Regions from separate parts of the Mus musculus genome. Here region 2 is linked to region 1. The links are chromatin contacts, called in public HiChIP or PLAC-seq maps. All regions are on one chromosome and are shown on one strand. The core of a region is the stretch at or near the end of the contact, and the rest is flanking DNA. Distances in the headings are between cores, read along the strand shown. Region 1 holds the start of Fam110b (family with sequence similarity 110, member B). Region 2 overlaps Fam110b (family with sequence similarity 110, member B).

Evidence for each region. HiChIP or PLAC-seq counts read pairs in DNA pulled down with a chosen protein or histone mark.
Region 2: a contact with region 1 is called in an H3K27ac HiChIP or PLAC-seq map of embryonic stem cells, with 68 read pairs. The contact joins the enhancer-like site here to the promoter of Fam110b in region 1. A contact is called at or near these places in 1 of 39 promoter capture datasets (the 3T3-L1 cell line), 10 of 484 Hi-C or Micro-C datasets (embryonic stem cells, liver, macrophages and 2 more), 6 of 115 datasets of contacts at active chromatin or transcription factors (bone marrow-derived macrophages, embryonic stem cells and stem cell-derived neural progenitor cells) and 1 of 9 other capture datasets (adipose tissue).

Annotation. Positions count from the first base shown.
Region 1 is chr4:5,641,170-5,646,229 of GRCm38.p6, reverse strand. Fam110b (family with sequence similarity 110, member B) reads right to left here and starts at 2,140. Exons shown (of 3, transcript NM_173426.3): 1 at 1,820-2,140. It overlaps 4930423M02Rik (RIKEN cDNA 4930423M02 gene), which reads right to left. Exons shown (of 5, transcript NR_038183.1): 4 at 4,272-4,940; 5 at 3,946-4,177.
Region 2 is chr4:5,691,269-5,696,328 of GRCm38.p6, reverse strand. All of the region lies in intron 1 of Fam110b (family with sequence similarity 110, member B), which reads right to left. Among named protein-coding and RNA genes, the nearest start is that of Gm24337, 6.0 kb to the right of the region's middle. Within about 2 kb of position 2,213, at least 9 of the 459 cell types and tissues checked have an H3K27ac peak or open chromatin away from gene starts, as enhancers often do. A contact at or near this core is called in embryonic stem cells, where this site is marked.

The DNA.
Region 1 (5,060 bases), core at 891-3,390:
ATATCTAAGCTGCAAGTGTCATCTTTTTGTTACTGAAAAGGGCGAGTAGGTAATTTTATTTGTTTTCTCAACCATTTAGTCTAGAGGTATCGAACCCAAGGCTTTAAAGCTAGAGTTATGATGTGCTATGAGGGGGTGATCACACAGCAAATGCATTCATCTTTCATTAATGGCAAGCATAGACGGTGAGTTTTCCAACTAGAAACTGAGAGTAGTATTCTAAACCTAAGGAGGAGGGCGATTTGAAGATGAGGTTCACAGCAGAGATTTTCCTTCTGGTTAAGCCCTTCATGGACAACCAAGTCTTATTACAAAACTCGCCAGGCCATGATTGAATTCAGACTCATAGACCAGACAAATACCAAATTCCCCATTCCCAGCCATTGAGGATACACAGAGCCAGCAGCTTGTCAGTCTCCCGCAAACAACCCAACCTCAATTCTGATCTAAAATTAAATCACTGACTCAAAATAGATCATGCTTTGAAAGATCTGGGATAAAAACAAACAAAGGACCCACCCCACCCCCACCCCCCCAAACAGCAAAAACATAGGTTGAAAATAAAAACAAAAATAAAAAATCTAACATTTCTCTAGAACCATCTTCCATGCCCTATGGTAAGGCCTTTGCAGATTTTCAGGTTCAAAAGGTAATGCTGTCCCTGTGTTCAATTCGTGATTTTTAAGTGACTAATGAAGAGATGTCACAGATTATATGTAATGGGGTAAATCAATGGCACGTTACCATCAACATGCCTGCCCTTATCTTAAAATAACTGCTTAATAAATGCTTCATTTGAATGACCAGGTCTCAATACCACAAAGTGAATACAAATACAACAGTAATAATAATGATGATAATAATAACAACAATAATAAACGATGCTAATAATAACATCAACAGCACAGGTGCTTTCGCATGACTTAGATGGTGGAAGCTAAATAACTCTTTCACACCAAGAGAGGAAATGAAAATGGAAGTCATATTATTCATACAGAAAAAAATGCTGATTCTGCTATCATATTCCTCTCTGCAAAAATAGACTCGGCAGTCCTCACAAGCCAGCCATGCACTGTTGTCACAGATGTGCGCCAGATTTGCACAGGACATAACTTGGCTGTGGGGGGAAACCTGAATCTTAGGCAAGAAAGAATGCCTGTTCTTTCTTGGAAGAGAATGTGGTGACTGTCAATAAATCTGAATAGCAACTTTAAAGGGTCAAAAAAGCTGGGAGTCCGGTGGTTTTATTCCCACTTTGGGAAGTAATAAGGCAAAGTTATCCCCTCTTCCTTCTTTGCTGGCCACCACGGAAAGACTTGTCACCATCAGGCTCCTTGCTATAACAAAAGGAGGGCAGCACAGACACCAGCTTCTCACAGCCTAGCATTGTCGCCAAGTTCTGAGCACCGCTAAGTGACAGGGGCACGAGTGAGCCAGGACCAATTTTATTCTATTTCCAACCCTCATGCTTTCAAAGAAAACAGACAACCGAGCTGTGGGAGGACTGGAGGGAGGAGGCGGTGGGGGCAAACAAACTTTCAGAGCCCCGGGATCTGCATTCCCGCAGGAACTGACAGCACAGTGACGCGCCCACGGGATGACCTGGGTGGGGATGCAGCACGGAGTGGGGCTGGGGGCCGCCGCGTCCTCGCCCACCTTCTCCCCAGCAGTCAGCGCTCCTTCCGAGCCTGGGCCTCATCCCCGGCCCGGGGCGTGCAGCCGAGCGCAGGGCGGACAGCGGGCCAGGCTCCTCGGTGCCCAGGCCCGGCCGGAGCGGGACCCTGAGAGGTACTCCCCACCCGCCAGCGCCCCCGTTTACCTTGGCCGCACTCCGGCCCCTGCAAGGCGGCCAGGCCAGGCACCAGGCTCGGGAGACCGCGAGGAGGAGCTTGGGCCCGGCGATGCACTGCAGGCCGGGATGAAGTGGCCGCCGGGTCCTCGCCGCCGGCTCGGAATGGACCGGGTTAGCCGAACCGGCCCGGATCGGGCGGCAACGGAGGGCTGAGCTGACCGGGGCCGCGTTTGCTCCTCCGCACCGAAGGGGCGGGCTCAGGCAGGCTCCGCAGGAGAGCGAGGGAGGGAACTTGGAGCCAGTTGCTGCGGCCCAGAGCGCGTGTCTCTGCGCAGCCGGCACGCCCCCAGAGCGCCCCGCCCCCAGCCTACCTTCCCGCCCCACCCCCTCCGCACCCGCACTCTTCCTCCTTCTCCTCCACCCCGCCCACCTGCGCCTTGGCCCCACCCCCATCAGCCCCACGCCCACCCTGTGCCCTACTCCCCCACTGCTCCTAAGCCTTGATGCTCTGGGATGTGACTCTTCCACCCCAGGACAGTGCACATCAGGCTGTGCTGGTTCCTAGAACATGTGGGCAGATGTGATGAGCTTTTCTGATAGCCCCTTCTTGAAGATCTTGCCAAGTCTCCTACCTCACATGTGGTTAGTAATAGGGTTTTCTCCGTGGGCAGGAAGCATTTTAGAAAGACTAAGTATGTTCTAAATGAGTTTTGCTAGTGGGAAGTCTAAAAATTAAAATGCACGTATATCAAAATAACCGAATTTAAAGGAGATTAGGGGAATCACAATATATATTCCTTGCCCCTCCCCCCCAAAAAAAATCTATCAAGCAAAATTTCTCTATTTTTAACCCTTAGTACTATGAAATGTAATGGCATTTGTATGAGTTTTGCGGAAAGGCCATCTATACATATTTAAATTATGCAACTTTTGATTCCCTGTAGTTCAGAAATTATCAACTAAAAATCAGATAGCTACAACAAATCTCTGGCTATTTGCAAGAGTATTGTGTTAGCATGTGATGTAATGCTGGGCTTTGAGTGAAGGTTGGCATGCAAACAGGGTCCTTGTCAGCCTCTATGCCTACTCCAAAATCCCTGTCGGTGGACTGAAGCTATTTGTCATCATTATTATAGCAAACGCAGCCAGTTTCCAGCCCAAACAGACCCCACCTCTGCACTTGCTTGTTCCATTCCTTCTTTTAAGCCTTGCCACTTCCCCACTGTGTGTGACTGAGATGCAAACTTCCATTTGAGTGTCCCGGACAGCCAAGTAAAGAATATCTTTACTCTGGAAATAGAGATGGGAGGAAGGAGGTCATGACCTACGCAGGAAGTATCAAGGTTCTTTCTCCTAAATATGTCCTGTAAGCCTGCAGCAGCAGAGTGTGCCCCACCAGAGAACAAAGGCAAGCCAGAAGGAAACCTTCACTAGCAGGGGAGCCAGGAAAACTCATGTCTCAACTAACGAATCTGCAAAGTGAACTGCACAGCATCAGCAAAGTGAACTGCACAGCATCAGCATGGGGCTTCAGAGGACATGTCCCGCTGAACTGCCTTCTTGCTCTTTCAGTTTTCCAATGGGCTCCGGTTCAAAATGTTGACTTATAAAATCATAAAAGATTACCCTGGGCTTTGGAAATCAGAAACACAACCAGTAGCTTCTAGCTTTTGTGTTGATCAAACCACGTAATTTCTTGATAATGAAGTACAGGTCAAGAAGTCACTTAAGGCCTTTATTTCAGGGCAAAGGCAAGTGTATCTCTGTGAATTTGAGGCCGGCCTGGTCTATGGAGTGAGTTCCAGAACAAGCAGGGCTACACAGAGAAACCCTGTCTCAAAACAAAACAAAACAACAACAACAAAACCCTGGGTTTTAATGGTATTAAAGGATCTCATTGAGGGTGTTACTTTTCAATATAAAATCATATTATACTCCAAACCCAATAAGAGATGTGTTCACAGAACAAGAGTAAAACAATAGTGTCTAAACCAGAATCTCCTAGTACATTTTCTGTCTTAGCTGTTAGTACAATAAGTGTACTTTTACAACTCCCCATTGTCTGCTAATCTAGGATCAGTCTTTTCAAGACAAAATCTGAAGGGCTACCGTAGTCTTCTGGAAATTCACCACACTAATGTTTTTTGGTTTTTGTTTTAGTTTTTTTTTTTTTAATTAGAATTTTCCTGTGCTTAGAGTATTGTTCCAAAGAAATGGGCCATTGGCCTGTGCATGGAATTCATTTGTCTCACAAAGATTTTTGTCTCAGAAAGTATATAACAATGTTTGATTGGTTCTGAAACAAGCATCTGTAGATAGAGTTTTTCAGTATTAGCCACAGTCTCTGATTGCTTGACTTATTTCGTTGGGAGAACGATATGATATCTACAAGAGAGGAGACAGAGAGCTCAGCGGTGCTATTGACGCAGGGAAGAACCTAGTCTTTCTGTCACTGGTGACATTTCAGGAATATACAAACCTGTGAACTGAAGAGCAATCTACTGTAAAGAGATGTGCTGCCAACTGGAGAGACAAGGAAGAAATCATGGCTCAGCAGCTTGGAAGCAATGGGAAGGAAAAGATCCTTGGTATCCAGGCGCAGACTCCAGCAGCATCTGGACAAATGTTGATGATACTCCAGGGAGAATCTCACCAAAGGGGAAGAGTTCCCCAGCACCCTCAGCCAGGGTTTCAGTACAGTCTATTTCTTTGTTCTCTTTTAGTTAGGTCAGGGTCACACAGGTCCACTTGTCCAGAACTCCCCCAAAAAAATCACAGCATAATAGAGTGCTTTCTGGCAGGGTGCAGAGTTATCCGGAGAGCTCCCCATAGCATGGCGTCTCCAGAATGGGGAGCAGGAGACAAGCATGAGGACTTTTTGTTTTTGTTGTTAACTCCTCCCAAGAGTTTCTGATGGTTGTTAAAGGTTAACTTGTGCTCTTCATTCTACGGGGAAATCCTTGAGAGATCCTCATCCAAACGTCTATGGGTTTGAGTTGTATATAAAGTTAAAGTAATTGGTTGAACAAACTCCATTTGTCTTTTCCCTTCAACAATCAATCTGAAGGTATAGAAAAAGCAGGGAGGACTGTGCTTCAGGGGCGGGGGGATGGGTTAGAAACAGTAGGCAGCAAGAGAAAGGGCAGCGCTGGTGAGAGAGAGAGAAAGGCCTTGTCAGTTGTTGCACTGTGGTCAGTTTTCCATCAGTAACAGCCTGGGTTTATCTATTGCCGCTGGTCTCATAGTTTACCTTGCGCTCCTGCACAAG
Region 2 (5,060 bases), core at 964-3,463, 50 kb before region 1:
ACTACAAAACAACAACAAAACAAAACCAAAACAGCTACAGTATGTGGAACCAGAACTCAGACATTCATTTTTAATGATTAATGCCTGGATATTAAAAATTAAAACAGATTAAAATATTGTATCTTATTGTCCTCAACTATAAAATGAGCACTTCTCAGAATGACCCAAGTTATACAATGAACTAATTTCTGAATGGATTATGATGATTTTTTCACATTTCTGTATTTTATATGAATATTTAGAAAAGAACTGGTTTTGACAATTCTATTAAGCTAGTAATTCATTTAAAAGCAATATTTTACTACATAACCCAGTTGAACTTGCTATCCTCATGCCTCAGCCTCCTAAGTAGGAGGCACCAGGCTAGAACTGTTGTGATAATTTAATTACACAAAATATAGAAATTAAACTATAGCCAATCTGCTCAATGAATAGCTCATTTAATCCCCTTATGTTAAAATAGTCTTAGCTGGAAGAATCATTTTTCTGTAGTATCCAATTGTGTATGTTCCCCTTACGATACATAGGTTGAAATCCAGTGAGCAAGGCAATGGCACTGGGAAAGCCTCTGAGTGTTCTTTCCTGCCCAATCCTGAGGGCAGAGTGTGCCTATGAAGGAGCCCAGCTGCTTCTTCCATGCTGCCATGTGAGACCACAGGAGCTGCTTGCTTGAGGAAGGAGCCCTTGACAGTTCAGAGCCTGCTGATGACATCCAGTTGTTTCCACCTTCCAAAACTGGAAACAATAAACTCCCACTGGTTTTAATTTACTTAGTCTAATGTGCTTTATTATATCAGCCCGAATAGATTAGATATTCATTTTTTTCTTTTAAAAGTATGGGTGGGTATTATTTTTCAGCATGGACATGTGTGCACCACATGGATGTAGAGATTTCAGAGACCAGAAAAGGGCATTAGATCCTTTAGAACCGGACTTACAGATGACTGTCAGCCACTCTGTGTGCTAAGGATTGAACTTAGGTCCTCTGGCAGAGTAGCCAGTGTCCTTAACCACCAAGCAATCTTCCCAGCCTCAAATTAGATATACTTTTTAAAAGTGTGTCAGTCCCCTATTTGGTGCTATAATCTGAATAGTTTCCTTACAAAACTACTCCTTGGTTTACATTACATACGGTATGGTTTTGACACACATCCAGAAAGAAGTACTTGAATTTTAAACAAAATTTGAACTCATGCAATCAATAAATGGACATGACGATAGGATGTAAGTTGGATCTGAGTGGTTTTAGGGCAAAGGGTAAAATGTGTATGTGTCATAGAAAGGCATCACATATAGAACTGTTTGCAGAAACATTTAAGTGTCCTACCTATTAAGCATGTGGAGACTGCTTCCACACTGATGGACAGATTACCTCTTCTACTTTGTGAGCATTTACTGAATTCCCTAAGTAGTCAAGGATGACCTTGAACCCCTGATCCCCTGCCTCCACCTTCAAAGAGCTGAGATTACATGTGTGTGCCATTTATCAGTTAATATTCTGAGAAAAGATACAGTAGCAAAGAAAACTGTGACGATGCTATCAGGGATAGACTCCCAGCACAGCATTCTGATTTCTATTGGCAGATCACATTCTTGAATGTAGGCTCTGCTGCCATGTCACAGACTCCAGACCACACTTCCTAGGTGCGACATTCTTACTGAACAGACCTGCAACACACTATCTTGCCAATTAGTGTCACTCTACTAATTCTTAAAGTAATTAACAGACTACTAAGCTTTGACTTTTAACTAATTAAATCACGTTAAAGAGTTTTAATTTTAGCTAGATAAGTCACTATTGTCAAAAACAAAGTAGAATAAAATCTACATCACCAGTTTACACAGAACATGTTTGTTTACCCGATGAATAGATGGCGGGTTCCATCTCCATCAATGCATAAAGTCTTCTGACAGCTCCAGGATATTAGCCACAACCAGCATTTTGTTACAGTGTCCATGAGTCCCTAGAACAGGAGTCACATAGCTAGAAAGGCCCCTGAAGATAGGAAGTGTGAGCTAGCAGGGTTAGGACAGCTAGGTATAGGTAACTATGTGATATGAAAGGGAACATGGGAAAATCAGAGAGGGTTTTAATTACAGAAATGTAACCTCCCCCAAGCCTGAAGCTGGCAGAGCCAAGGCCTTGACTTTGCTGCCACTAAGGAGATTAACTAGGGTGGAGCCTGTCTTCCTGGATCACTCTATTGTTCAGCCACTGTCACTGTTGCTCTTCAAGATTCTGCTACCTGCTGGGTGGCCGCCCAGCTATTCCTGAGACCACACCCTATCCTGCATGTGGTCACCTGCAACTGGGCTCCAAGGATGAATTGGCAGGAATGGGCCTCCCCCTCCTTTATAAGCACATTTGCCATTAAACATTTGAGCCTTGAACAGAACCTTGTCTTGGCTCCATTTCTCTCTCGTCCGCCTAGTTCCCCTCTCTTTCCAGCCCCAGTTTGCCTCCCAGGTGTAACCCAGTTCATGTTAGCCGCGGCCTGGTTTCCAACAGTTTGGAGTCCAAACGTGGGACCTGAGGAATGGCAGAAAAACGCTGGAGGAACGCTGCTTGGTAATGGAGCTCCACGGAAAGGAAAGAATCAGAGAATTTGTATGGGGCACGGTGAAGCAACAGGTAAAGTGTTGCTGTAAGTGCAGAAGATACGGGCTAAGGTTGGAATCGGTGCTAACCCAACGTTGCATTCACTTAGGTTGGCAGTGATTTATCAGAACTAGGAACGGATCAGGCAGTTGTCCACAGTTTAAAAAACAAAAACAAAAAACAAAAAAACAACTGCTTTAAGCAAGAAGAAAAAGGGTTTAAATTAAATAATCAGGCAGATGTCCGCAGACAGGAGTTGCATCAGGCGGCAGAAACAGGGTTTGTAATAATAAAATAATATAGAGGAAAATGGATTTTGAAACTCTCCCAGAGGCAGAGAGAAATGTCAGGGGACGCCCTGTCTTTTTCTCTCTAGTCCCTACAGCAGAAGTTCTCTGCCCTCTTTGTGTTGTCTAACATCTAGTGTCTGGTGCACCTCGTGTCGATCCATGTGTGTTTTGTCTCGTCTGAATGACTGAATGTTCTGTGTTTCATGTTGGAAAATTAAGATGGCTAAAACTTTATCTGCTAGCTCAGCAAGAGAGTGGCCACATGCTTTAGCCAGGATCAGGCACAGCAGGAGGGCTTCTGCTGGAAAAACAGTTTTTTTTGAGAAAAGGAGTTTGCAACCTCTTAGTTTTAAGACAAATAGGCTGGTAGTTGTTCCTTCCTAAGAAAATTCTCTGCAATCTTGATTATTGCATTTAGCTAGTGACAAGGTCTTATAATTATAGCTAGAAAAGTTGAAATTCTTTGATTGGTCTAAATTTATTAGACTCATGTAGCCTCTTCATTTGGCTTTTTACTGGTCTTAGAGGTGTAATATGCTCTGCGAGTCTTCATCACAAGAGTATTAGCTTATAAGTTATTGGGTATGATCAAAAAGGTGTAACACTGGTTACTAGAAAGTTAGCTTTAAATTGGTAACTCAGGTTTGGAGTCCTTCAAACACGTGGCATAAGGCAGGCCAAAAGGCTGGGCCTCTAAGGATACTTCTAGTTGAGATAATATTTAATGTGATTCTTATCCTAGAAAGTAGAATTAAAGATAAGATTTAAAGCAATGTCTCTTTAATGAAGCATTGAAACTTGCAGTGTCATGCAGTCATAGGTATAAATTGGCAGCCAAATTTCTCAACGTGATAGTGAAGTTTTGATGTTGATCCTAAAGTGATAAATTGTTTTTAAATTGGGTTTTGCTTTCCCAAGGTTGTAGTTATAGTCTAATATTGCAAAAGAAACTTCATAATTCCGAAATCTGTCCTCACGGCAAGAGGAACTAAGCTCAGAGCAGCCTCTACGGGGGTGTAACCCAGTTCATGTTAGCCGCAGCCCGGTTTCCATCAAAAAGGGAAGGAAGGAGAACAATAAGAGATAGGAGGAGAAGGAGGGAAAAATAACAATAAGGATGTCTAAAAAAGTCATGAAGAATTATGTTTTTATTTACCCAAAATTGCATATATTACATATAAGCATCTGTGTGCACATATACATTAATAGTTTAAATGAAATTATCCTACTTGAGCTGATAATGGTCCCACCAAGAATCATTGACTCTAACAAAATCATCAATACCAGGCATAAGAAACCCGTTGAAGATGTTAGTTGGGGGAGTCCAAGAATCCCTCAAAACAATCTAGGCTGTTGCTGTTGACTTACGTTGCCTCTATGACGTTGAAAGTGAGTCTCTATTGAAGCAGACACACATACTTTGGACACAGGACTCAGAAGACTCAAGTTGAACCTTAATTTAAAGCCTTCTTTCTGAGGATGAGCTTCCACAGTCCTGCAGGTATGAAACCTGCCAAGGGAGGAAAGCAATTGTTCTACCCAGCTGCAGCACCTATGAACCACAAGAGTAACCAGAATTGGCCGAGAATCATAAGAGGGCAATGGTGACTCAAATCTTGGTGGTAACAATCAGATCTCTAATTGAATTTAAAAGACTCACTCAACAGGAGGGGATTCATATTTGCTACAAAAAACCCAGCCAAATACCCAAGGCTAATAAGGCCACAAATCTTAGAGGAGAACCCGAAACCACCACTTAATTAACCAGAAATATTTCTTTCTCTCTCTCTCTTTTTTAAGGCAGGGTTTCTCTGTGTAACCCTGGCTGTCCTGGAACTCACTTTGCAGACCAGGCTGGCCTCGAACTCAGAAATCCACCTGCCTCTAACTCCCAAGTGCTGGGATTAAAGGTGTGCGCCACCACCGCCCAGCCAGAAATATTTCTAACTCCATTCTAAATATTTATCCTTGTATCCACAGATGAGTGTAGCTCTCACATTCATCAAAAAACTTCTATTTGCAACAGAGACTAAAAGAGAAAACAAAAACTGGTCAAAATACAGAGATCAGGTGCTCCTCGGATGCCAAGTCCCAATGGACATATCTACTATACAATTCCTGCACCTAATGTTCAGAGATCATGACAGAATTGGGGAGGGGTTGAGGAGAAA